Linked DNA regions of Sus scrofa: region 2 is linked to region 1. A link is a contact called in public Hi-C data. All regions are on one chromosome and are shown on one strand. The core of a region is the stretch at or near the end of the contact, and the rest is flanking DNA. Distances in the headings are between cores, read along the strand shown. Region 1 holds the start of IL13RA1 (interleukin 13 receptor subunit alpha 1). Region 2 holds the start of PGRMC1 (progesterone receptor membrane component 1).

What was found. Hi-C and Micro-C count contacts between places; a contact is called where the count stands out from the background.
Region 2: a contact with region 1 is called in a Hi-C map of liver, with 2.8 times the contacts expected there. The contact joins the promoter of PGRMC1 here to the promoter of IL13RA1 in region 1. A contact is called at or near these places in 1 of 5 promoter capture datasets (liver) and 3 of 47 Hi-C or Micro-C datasets (liver and skeletal muscle).

Annotation. Positions count from the first base shown.
Region 1 is chrX:97,297,377-97,302,302 of Sscrofa11.1, reverse strand. IL13RA1 (interleukin 13 receptor subunit alpha 1) reads right to left here and starts at 1,343. Exons shown (of 11, transcript NM_214341.1): 1 at 1,265-1,343. The coding sequence starts at 1,343.
Region 2 is chrX:97,733,487-97,738,164 of Sscrofa11.1, reverse strand. It overlaps PGRMC1 (progesterone receptor membrane component 1), which reads right to left and starts at 2,763. Exons shown (of 3, transcript NM_213911.1): 1 at 2,398-2,763. The coding sequence starts at 2,722.

The sequences.
Region 1 (4,926 bases), core at 94-2,593:
CAGGGCAACGCGAGATCCTTAACTCACTGAGCGAGCCCCGGGATTGAACCCACATCCTCACAGATACTAGTTGGGTTCGTTACTGCTGAGCCACAATGGAAAGTCCTCACTTGAATTATTAGCTGACCAACTTCAAACCTCCCCAGGTCTCTATTCCAAGGCCACCTTTTCAGTGGAGGTCTTCCTACTCCACCTTATTTACAATGGCAGCCCCCTCCTCTGCGTTGTTTTCCTCCAAAGTACTTCTCGCCATCTGACATACCTTATATTTCACTCCCGCCCCCCTTTCTCAGACTCTGCCAACTGCAGAGAAGCACCAAAGGGCAGGGACTCTGTTTTGCTCATCTGCGGCATTCTCAGCCCCTAGAACACAGCCTGGCAGTGAGCCGGCTCTGCACACGTTTTGTTGACTGAATCAACACAGGGCAGCGAGGTTTCCTAATCAACATTTCAACTTGGGTTTCAAAGTACAACACGCTGGTGAAATTGCAATAAACAAAACTGGAAGCGTTTGTGTCAACATGACAATAAAACCTATCGACTTTGGATCTACTATCCTCACCAAGAAGGTCCGGAAAAAGCCATCCCTGAGCAACTCATCAGCCCCCACTTTTCACAGTAACTCTTGGTTGATTAATTTGAAATTGCCGCACGGGGGGGGGGGAGGGGCATACACGAACGCTCTATGTTTGCAACTTTTCTGTAAATTGAAAATTATTCCAAAGTATAAAGGTTGCTTTTTTTTAAAGGAAAATATTAAAGAAAGGCATCCACGCGGATGCTGCTCCGGGTTTCCCACTGGATTTCTTGGACGCCAGAGGAGGCCGTGACCCTCACGTCCTTTTCCTTCAGGAACTAGGAGCCTCAGAGGTTGCCTCCAACTCTCACTCCCTCACTAGACCCGCTGCGCTAGAAGCCCCGGCGGGTCCCCGGCTCGCCGGGACCTCGGTCGCCGTCCCCGCGGGCTTCTGGGCCCTCAACCCCTCCCGGGCTCACGGGCCACATGCCCGGTCCCGACTCCGCGGCCACGGACTCGTTTCGGTCCGGCCCCGGGCTCCTCGGCGCTTCCCGACGGCCAAGGGACGTCCTCCGGCCCCTCCGCCGCTCTGGGTCCTTCACCTCGAGCCGCACGCGAGTGGCGGCGGCGGCGGCGGCCGCGGGGGCATCGCGGAGCCCGCCCCCGGCGCCCACCGCCGCCCTCGGCCCGGCGGGCCTCTCGGCCGCGACCCCCGCCGCCCCGGGCCCCAGGGGCCGCACTACTCACCTGCGGGCGCGGCCAGCCCGCCGCCGCCGGCGCAGAACAGCAGCGCCCACAGCCCGTAGAGCCGCGCCGGCCGCTCCATGCAGCCCCTCGCTCGGAGCCCGGCCGGGCAGCAGCCGCGGCAGTCTCCGCCTCCTCCGCTCCCTCTCCCACTTCCCGGCTCCGCCGCCCTGGAGGCCGGGGGCCGGCGCAGACGGGAAGGGCCGCCCCGCCCACCGGCCGCAGGTAACCCCTGGCGGCCGGCGCGGGTGGAGGGGCGGGGCGTCGGTGGCTCCCGCAGCGGCTTCTGCTGCGCAACACCTGGCCCTGCCGCAGCCCAGTCCCCCGCCCCGAGGCGGATCGCCGGCCAAACGGAACTTCCCCGACCGCGTCGCGGCCCGGCCCCCGCGCCTGCAAGCCGAGCGGACCGTGCAGACCGGCGGAGCCCCGGACGTGCTGGGGGAGCTGTATTCCACCGGGCTCCCCGGGCAGGGCCTTCTCTGGGAACGAGCCTTGGCCTGGGAGTCTGGAGACGCGGCTTCCAAACGTGGGCCTCTGAGCCCTTGTTTCCTAAACTCTGACTCCCGAGTTAGTAATCCCAGGTCTGACCTCAGAGGGTGGACTTGGAAGACCAGAGGAGGGGATGTGGCGGGAGCATGCTTTGTAAACAGGATGAAAAGTATATTTGAAATCTGTTGATAATGGGGGGGGAGGAAGCAAAAATTGTAAATATGACCGACAGTGCCATACTATATACTTGGATTTTTAAAAATGTTTCCTTTTTTGGCGGCCCCACGACATATGGAATTCCCGGGCCAGGGATCCTATCCAAGTCGCAGTTGCTACCTAGGCCGCAGCTGCAGCACCGCAGGATCCTTAACCCGCTGTGTCTAGCCAGGAATCAAACTGGCGTCCTAGCGCTCCCAAGAGGCCACCGAACCCGTTGCGCCACAAAGGGATGTTTTTAAAGCTCACGACCAACTTTCTACATACTGCTTTTTCATACATATAGAGAGATGGAAGGTGGGTGGCTGAGGCTTAATGTCGCTGGGGATGGAGGAAAAGAGGAACCCTTGGTTTCCTATGGCTGCTGTAACAAATTACCACGAATTGACTAAAAACACCCCAGTTTTATTATATTAGCGTTCTGGAGGTCAGAAGTCCCACTAGGGTAAAATCAAGGCGTGGCTGGAGCTGTTTTCCTTCTGGAGGTTCTAAGGGAGAATCTGTCTCCATGCCTTTTCCAGCTTCTGGAGGCCGACTGCATTCCTTGGCCCCTTTCTGTACCACTCAGACCTCTGCTTCCCTTAGCACATCTCCTGCTCTGACTCTGACCCTCCTGCCTTCCTTTTTCTTTTTTGAGAAGCCTTGTAATTAGATTGCACCTACCAGATATCCAGAAGGAACTAGTGGTTAGCAGTGGGACGGGAGGAGTGGGAGGTGCAAACTATTGGGTATAAAATAGGCTCCAAAGGGAGTTGCCCGTCGCGGCTCAGTGGTTAACAAACTCCACTAGTATCCACGAGGATGCAGGTTCGTATTCCTGACCTCACTCAGTAGGTTAAGGATCCAGCGTTGCCAAGAGTTGTGGTGTAGGTCGAAGATGCGGCTCAGATCACATGTTGCTGTAGCTGTGGTGTAGGCCAGTAGCAACAGTTCCAATTCAACCCCTAGCCTAGGAATCCCCATATGCCTCAGGTGCTGCCCTAAGAAGACAAAAGATGAAATAAATAAATAAAACAGGCTACAAGGATGTAGTCTACACTGGGGATATAGCCAATATTTTATAATAACTGTAAATGAAGTGTAACCTTTAAAAATATATAATTTTTTAATGTTAAAGGAAAAAATAGATGGAGCCTACTAGATAATCCATGATAATCTCCCCATCTCAAAATCCTTTACTTAATCACACCTACGAAGTCACTGTTGCCATATAAAATAACCAGCGTATTCATAGTGGTCTCGGATTAAGACATGGACACTGTTGAGGGGGTATTATTCTGTCACCACCCCTCAAAAAAGATTCAAGTCTGGATAGGTGATGAGACCCACTGACTGGGGTATATTTTGGTTGAATTCAACCAATGTACACATCTGAAATCTGTTGCAAAAAAAATAGAGCAATAAAAATGCTGATCATACACCTAGTCTAGACCCTACTCAAAAGGTATGGGGATGTTTAACCGATCTGAAACAAAGGCTTCACTCTTGGAATTAAGGTCCTTAAGGACAATAAACATTTATCATCCTTCCAGAATCTCTGGTAGACACTCATTAAAAGCAGGCTCTGCCAACAAAGAGCTGCAGGCATTATGAGGGGCGATCGCAAGAGCAAGAACAGGAGTTCCCGTCGTGGCTCCGCAGTTAGCGAACCCAACTAGCATCGGTGAGGATTCGGGTTCGATCCCTGGCCTCACTCAGCAGGTTAAGGATCCGGCGTTGCCATGAGCTGAGGTGTAGGTCACAGACACGACTTGGATCCTGCGTTGCTGTGACTGTGGTATAGGCCGGCAGCTACAGCTCTGATTAGACCCCTAGCCTGGGAACCTCCATATGCCATGGGTGTGGCCCTAAAAAGACAGGAAAAAAAAAAACCCACCAAAAAAACAAACAAACAAGACAAACAAACAAAAAACCAAAGGCAAGAATGGGGAACTGGCAGACACCAAGAAGGGGTAACTTATGCGGGGGCAGAGGCAGGGGCGGCTTCCAGGAGTCAGGCCCGCCTGTGCTGAATCTTGAGATACTGAGTCTTGTGGTTCAAAGTTCAGAATAAATCCTTGCCTGTGTGTATTATTGAACAAAATAAAACACTTTATAAACTATCAAAGCCAGCAGAGCTGAGAGAGACGACTGTTATTTCTAAATCCCTCCGACAAACAGGCCAGCTCCTCTCTAACCCAAGACTTTCCCTCCCCGTCACCACACACATACGCTTGTTGACATTTTCTATAAACATTATACAATAACTTTATAATAATGTTTCCCGAATGATTATGTCATCTGCCTTTTAAGAAGTCTTCAGTTGGAACAGGAGCCCCTGGGGACTGGCCGAGTGCCATCGTGGGCACTGTCTGGCATAGACTGAGCGAGTGCTTAACGAAATGAACAGTAATGGCAGCAAATGATTAGAAAATTAAGGGTCGCGACTTGTCATTAGCCTCCAGAAAAGGCCCTGAAACTTTGAGTATTGTGAGAAAGAAAACCAAGCACGGTGGCATGGCCGTGGTAGTCCTTGCCCGCTGTCATGAGTATAACTGTTGTAGTCAGTTCCGTTTCCTCTTGACCCTAAACATCAAGCAACATTAACCCAAAAAAAAAAAAATTCTTTTTGTAGGGCTAGGTGAGAGTTAGGAATGCTGTTTCTGCTGTATCAAACTTCTATTTGTAATTTCAGTGTACTTTTACTCAAAGCGCATCTTGGATTGAGTTGGGCCACTGCCTTGGCCTGTGCGAAGACAGATGGAAGGCTTTCCAGGAACTGCAATAAACAAAGCGCTCTCATTTTGGCTTTGTGTAATCAAAGTCCTGATGAGTCAACGTCAAGTTTAGCTTTAACCCTTAATCCATTGAGCCCTAATGACTTGGGTGTGAGACTCCCAATCTCAGTTCTTTTCCGCTTTGGCTGGGCTTGACTGCAGTTCTGGGCGGACTGGTGCATCCAGTTGGCTTTCTTGATCTTC
Region 2 (4,678 bases), core at 1,514-4,013, 430 kb before region 1:
TTAGATGAAATTAATGATCAACTTTTAAAAGCACATAGGTTTCCAAAGAAAAACAGCTGTTTCTAATCAGCATTACGTAGTACCATCTCCACTAGGGAAGGTAAATAGGCCAAGGCACGGGTTGGGACCTCGCCGTTTCAGAAGCCATGGTCACAGGATACTAAAAGGATCTGAGGGGAGCACTGCAAGTCGTTGGAGAATATTATTATTATATATAATAATATATATTAATATAATATATTAATATTATTATTATATATTAATTATTAATATATTATTCAGCAGAACGTACATTCACTAGCGTGTAAGCTCCATGAGCCGAGCTCTTTGCCTGTTCTGTTCACTGCTCTGTTCCCAGAGGCCACAAAAGTGCCCTGCGTACAACAACGTCATGAAACATGATGACCTTTGGGAATCCTTTATAACATGAAGTATCATTTCCCCGTGACAGTCTCACATAGGCATGGCCTCACTGGATGACAGTGCAGGTGGAGACTGAGAGAGCTCACAACGGGCCATCCTTATCATTTTGAAGAGGGACCACGAAGGCCCAGAGAGAAGAGCGCTTTGCCCCAGGCCACACGGCTGGTCAGTGATCCAACCAGGCGGAGAACCCAGGCGGCCTCACTCCCAGCGTCGTGCTCTGTACACAGGCCTAGGTTCTTCTCGATGACTCTGCAAACCACCATCATATGCTGCTGCTCCAGGCATCAGGTCATTTATGGTGTAGCTCCGTAATGGCAGGTATTTACACTCGCATGTTTACTGACAATGCCTCCAGGTGTGCCACTTCAGGGACAAATAATATAGGTGTGGTTTTTTCAAATGATTTGGACAGTTACATGCCTACAAAGTAGGTCTTCTGAATCTCTGCCACAAGGAAAAACTGCTAAGTGGGAGATTTCCTTCAGAACCTTAACACATCTGATTTTGATGAGTTGGATTGGGAGAGAATAACAAAGTCTGAGTGGGGCCGAAGGAAAGATGGCTGCCTTCTACACACTTCCCCTGTGCCCAGACCAGTGGACACACTCCCTGGGTCCCCTTGTTTTTAGAGGTGTCCATATCGGAGGAGCTAAAAAATCTCTTCTTCCTCCGGTCCAAACAGTGTATAAAGCAGGCCTTCCAAACCTGGATGCTTGTGGCATTGGTCTAGGGGGTGGGAGTGTTGAAATGCAGACTCCTGGACCTCCCCCGCCGCCCACCAGAGCCCACCAGACTCTTCCGCGGTGGTGGAGATCAGGCCGGGAATCTGTATTGTACCTCAAGCGCATCAGGTGATTCTGATCCGCAACCAAGCTTGGCAAAGCCTCATCTCCAAGGCCCCTTCCAGCCTGCCCCCCTCCAACAGCTCAGCCGTCATCCACCCCTCATTTCCCCTAGGGTTGGCTTTTCCTGAAATCCCCACACCCCGCAGCCTTCAGAGCCCTACCCCTTTTGTTTCTCAGGATCCTCCCACTTCTCCCTCCCTCCCTCCCTCCATTTTAATTTTTTTTTTTTTTTTTTTTTTGGCTTCTAGTCCTTTCTCTCCTGCTATGGACTGTAATACTGTATTACCTTCTCGCCTTGCCACATTCCTCTCGGCCGCTATATTCAGCCTTCCTCATCCAGCTCCCTTCCCCCATGGGGCCTCCCTTGTTCACCTCCCAGCTCTCCCCGTCTGCCACACACAGCACGCGCACACATATCAAACACACGCCACACACATACCTGACACACGCCATGCCTCGTTCCCAGCGCACGCGCGCGCGCGCACACACACGCCTGACAAGCCACGGACACTCAACACGCACACACACATCACTCATCGGCCACGCACAATGCTCCTACCTGCTGCCAATCCCATCTCCGCGTTCTCTCCCCCACACCCTCACATTCCACCATGGCTACTCCAGGCGTCATCCGGCCTTCGAGTCCCCTTCGACGCTGGACCTCCCGACCTCCTCCCGCCTCCCCGCCCCCCCGTCTCCCTCGAGACACCCTCATTTCCTTTCTCCAGCCCGACACCCGCCCCTCCTTCCAGGAACCCCCAAACCCGATACCTTCGAAACTCCCCGAACACTGCGCCCTGCTGTGCTCCCCCGCCTTCCCAGCGCTGCGATCTCACCCACCCACTCCCGGCTTAAGCGCTTCAACCTTCTTCCTCCCGGTCCGACTGGCGGCACGGACCTGGAATCTGCGTCCCCCACTCGCCCCGCAGCCCTTCTAGGGCGCCTCTGGCCCCCCGCCCGCCCTGGGAGCCGCCCTGCCCCGCCCTCCCCGGCTCGCCGCCATTCCGCCCCCAGCCCCGGGGCACTCGCTCCCCCCTCGCCTCTCCGGGACTCAGCCCCGTGCCGGGGCCCCTTCTTTTGTCTCTGCGGCCACCCCCCCCCCCCCGCCGGCGGCCAGCCGCCGTACCGGGCCCGTAGAACTTGCGGCCTTTGGTCACGTCGAACACCTTGCCGTTGATGGCCATGAGTATACGCGGGTCCTGGACGCCGTCGAAGCGACGCAGCTCGGCAGGGGTGAAGTCGCGCCGCTTAAGGCGGGGCAGCGGGGGCGGCTCGTCGTCGTCGCTATCGCTGGCCGCCGGCTGGTCCCCGCGCACGATCTTGTAGAGCAGGAAGATGCAGAGGCCGAGCAGCAGCAGGTTGAGCGGCGACGTGAAAATCTCATGCAGCAGCCCGCCGCCCTCTAGCTCGCTCGGGTCGGCGCCGGTAGCCGCCACATCCTCGGCAGCCATGATCGCTGGAGCAAAGGTTGGAGGGCTCCGGAACTCGTTTCCTCCACCCTCTCCGCGAGCTAGTGGCGCGCGGGGCCAGGCGGATGAGGACTAGCCAGCGGAGGAGGCGGAGCCAGGCGGGGCGGGGGCGGGGCTGGACGGGCGGGACCTCTCAGCCCCGCCTCCCCGCGGCGGCCGAAGCTCCCGGCGCCGCTCAGTGGAGCGCAGCCCAGTTCGGAACCCCCCCCCCCGCGTTGCCTCTGGATGGTGGCTGCTCTCCCCCAGCCAGATCCAGCCTCCTCCTAGATTGCGGAGCACACCCCTCAGCTCTACCTGCGAGGCCGAGCCCCAGCCTCACGCCAGCCTCTAGTTAACCGCAACGCAGCGCGCAACCCTCCTCCGCACTCCCAGTTTGCTCATGCAGAGCTTTGCGCGGCTCTGCATGAGGCCCCCTCTGCCACCTGATGCGAGCCAAACACCGACTCCATTTCGCCTGCTTCAGGCCTCTCCCCGCCTTCCATTACGAAGCCTCATCTTTCCCAGGCCAGCCCTAGGGACCACGAGGCTTTCTTGGGAGACAAGGAAACTCACTCCTTGAGTTCCTTTCCCATCCTAGAGCCCCAGACCACCCATTTCCACCTTGGGAACCCCCGTTCACCCTCTTTGACGACCTTTCTCCAATCCCCCACTCCCCTCCAGATGCTGTGGGGATAGCTAAAGTCAGTGCACAGGGTTCATCTGACAACTCTCCCAATATGTGGGGAAACAGTTCAACAGATCTCCCGATTTGCTTTGGGTTCGTTCTTGGAAGACTAAAGCCTTTTGCAATCACTGATTTGCTCAATAATCCCACATCAACAATGTTCTATTATGCTGGGTTTTTTTTTTTTTCTCAGAATAATGACCAAAGTTTCTCTGTTTGGCAGTGTTCTTCTATTTGAACTCGGTCGAGCTACCCTTGGCAGTCGCAATAGCCCAAAGGAAGGTGGGAGTTTGTAAGAAACCTTGGTTTGGTCTTTTCGTTTCCTCAGTATTTCATCCGGCCTTTGATGTACTAACCGGCTGTACAGGAGCGGCCTTAAGGAGAAAGGACTGTCTATACCCTTCAGAGTCCTAATCTGGTCGCCCTCTTTATTGTGGCAGGGGGAGCGGAGCTGAAGAAAGGATAGAGAGAGGGGGGAAATAATTAAAACCAACCCATGTACACATCTGCAGCCCAGAGCGGGTACTTTTCCATCAGGAGTTCTATCTGCTTGCACATAATTTACTCCCCCTCCCAACACGCAGGAGACTGGAGAGAATCGGCTTCTTACCTCAGAATTCTAAAAATTTCTGGCACAAACTGCTTCCATCCCTGCCCCCTACCCCACCTTCTTAAATCATTTTAAAGTGCATATGAGCTGAACAATCTTTAAGTGGGGCCCACACACTTTTTTTTTTCATGGATCTAAATTTAGGATTAGCTGAAATGGCCTTTCCAGATCTTTTGTCAAACCTCTTCACTTTAATCACGGGGGAAGAGGCTCAAACTGAGGGCACGCGGCTGCAATTAGAATCTAATAATTTTGAAAAACGACAACCACCACCACACCACACCACCACATTCGACAAACCAACAAACTTGTGAAAAAATATTTACATTTGCAACTAATAATGACAAGGGGTTAATCTCTTATAGGAGTTTGGTCTCATTTTGATTGACAAGAAAATCCATGAGTCTAGTCAATCAGTGGGCAAAGAAAGAAATAGGGAGTTCACGGAAGAAGGGATACCTATGGTGAATAAGCATACGAAATATGTTCCGTCTCAATAGCAATGAAAAAATGGAGCTAACACTGTCACTTAGCACCTTCCTATAGAAGGGATAAAGAGGAAAAAGGATGGGAGTTCCTGTCATGGCTCAGTGGTTAACGAATCTGACTAGGAGCCATGAGGTTTCGGGTTCGAGCCCTGGCCTTGCTCAGGGGGTTAGGGATC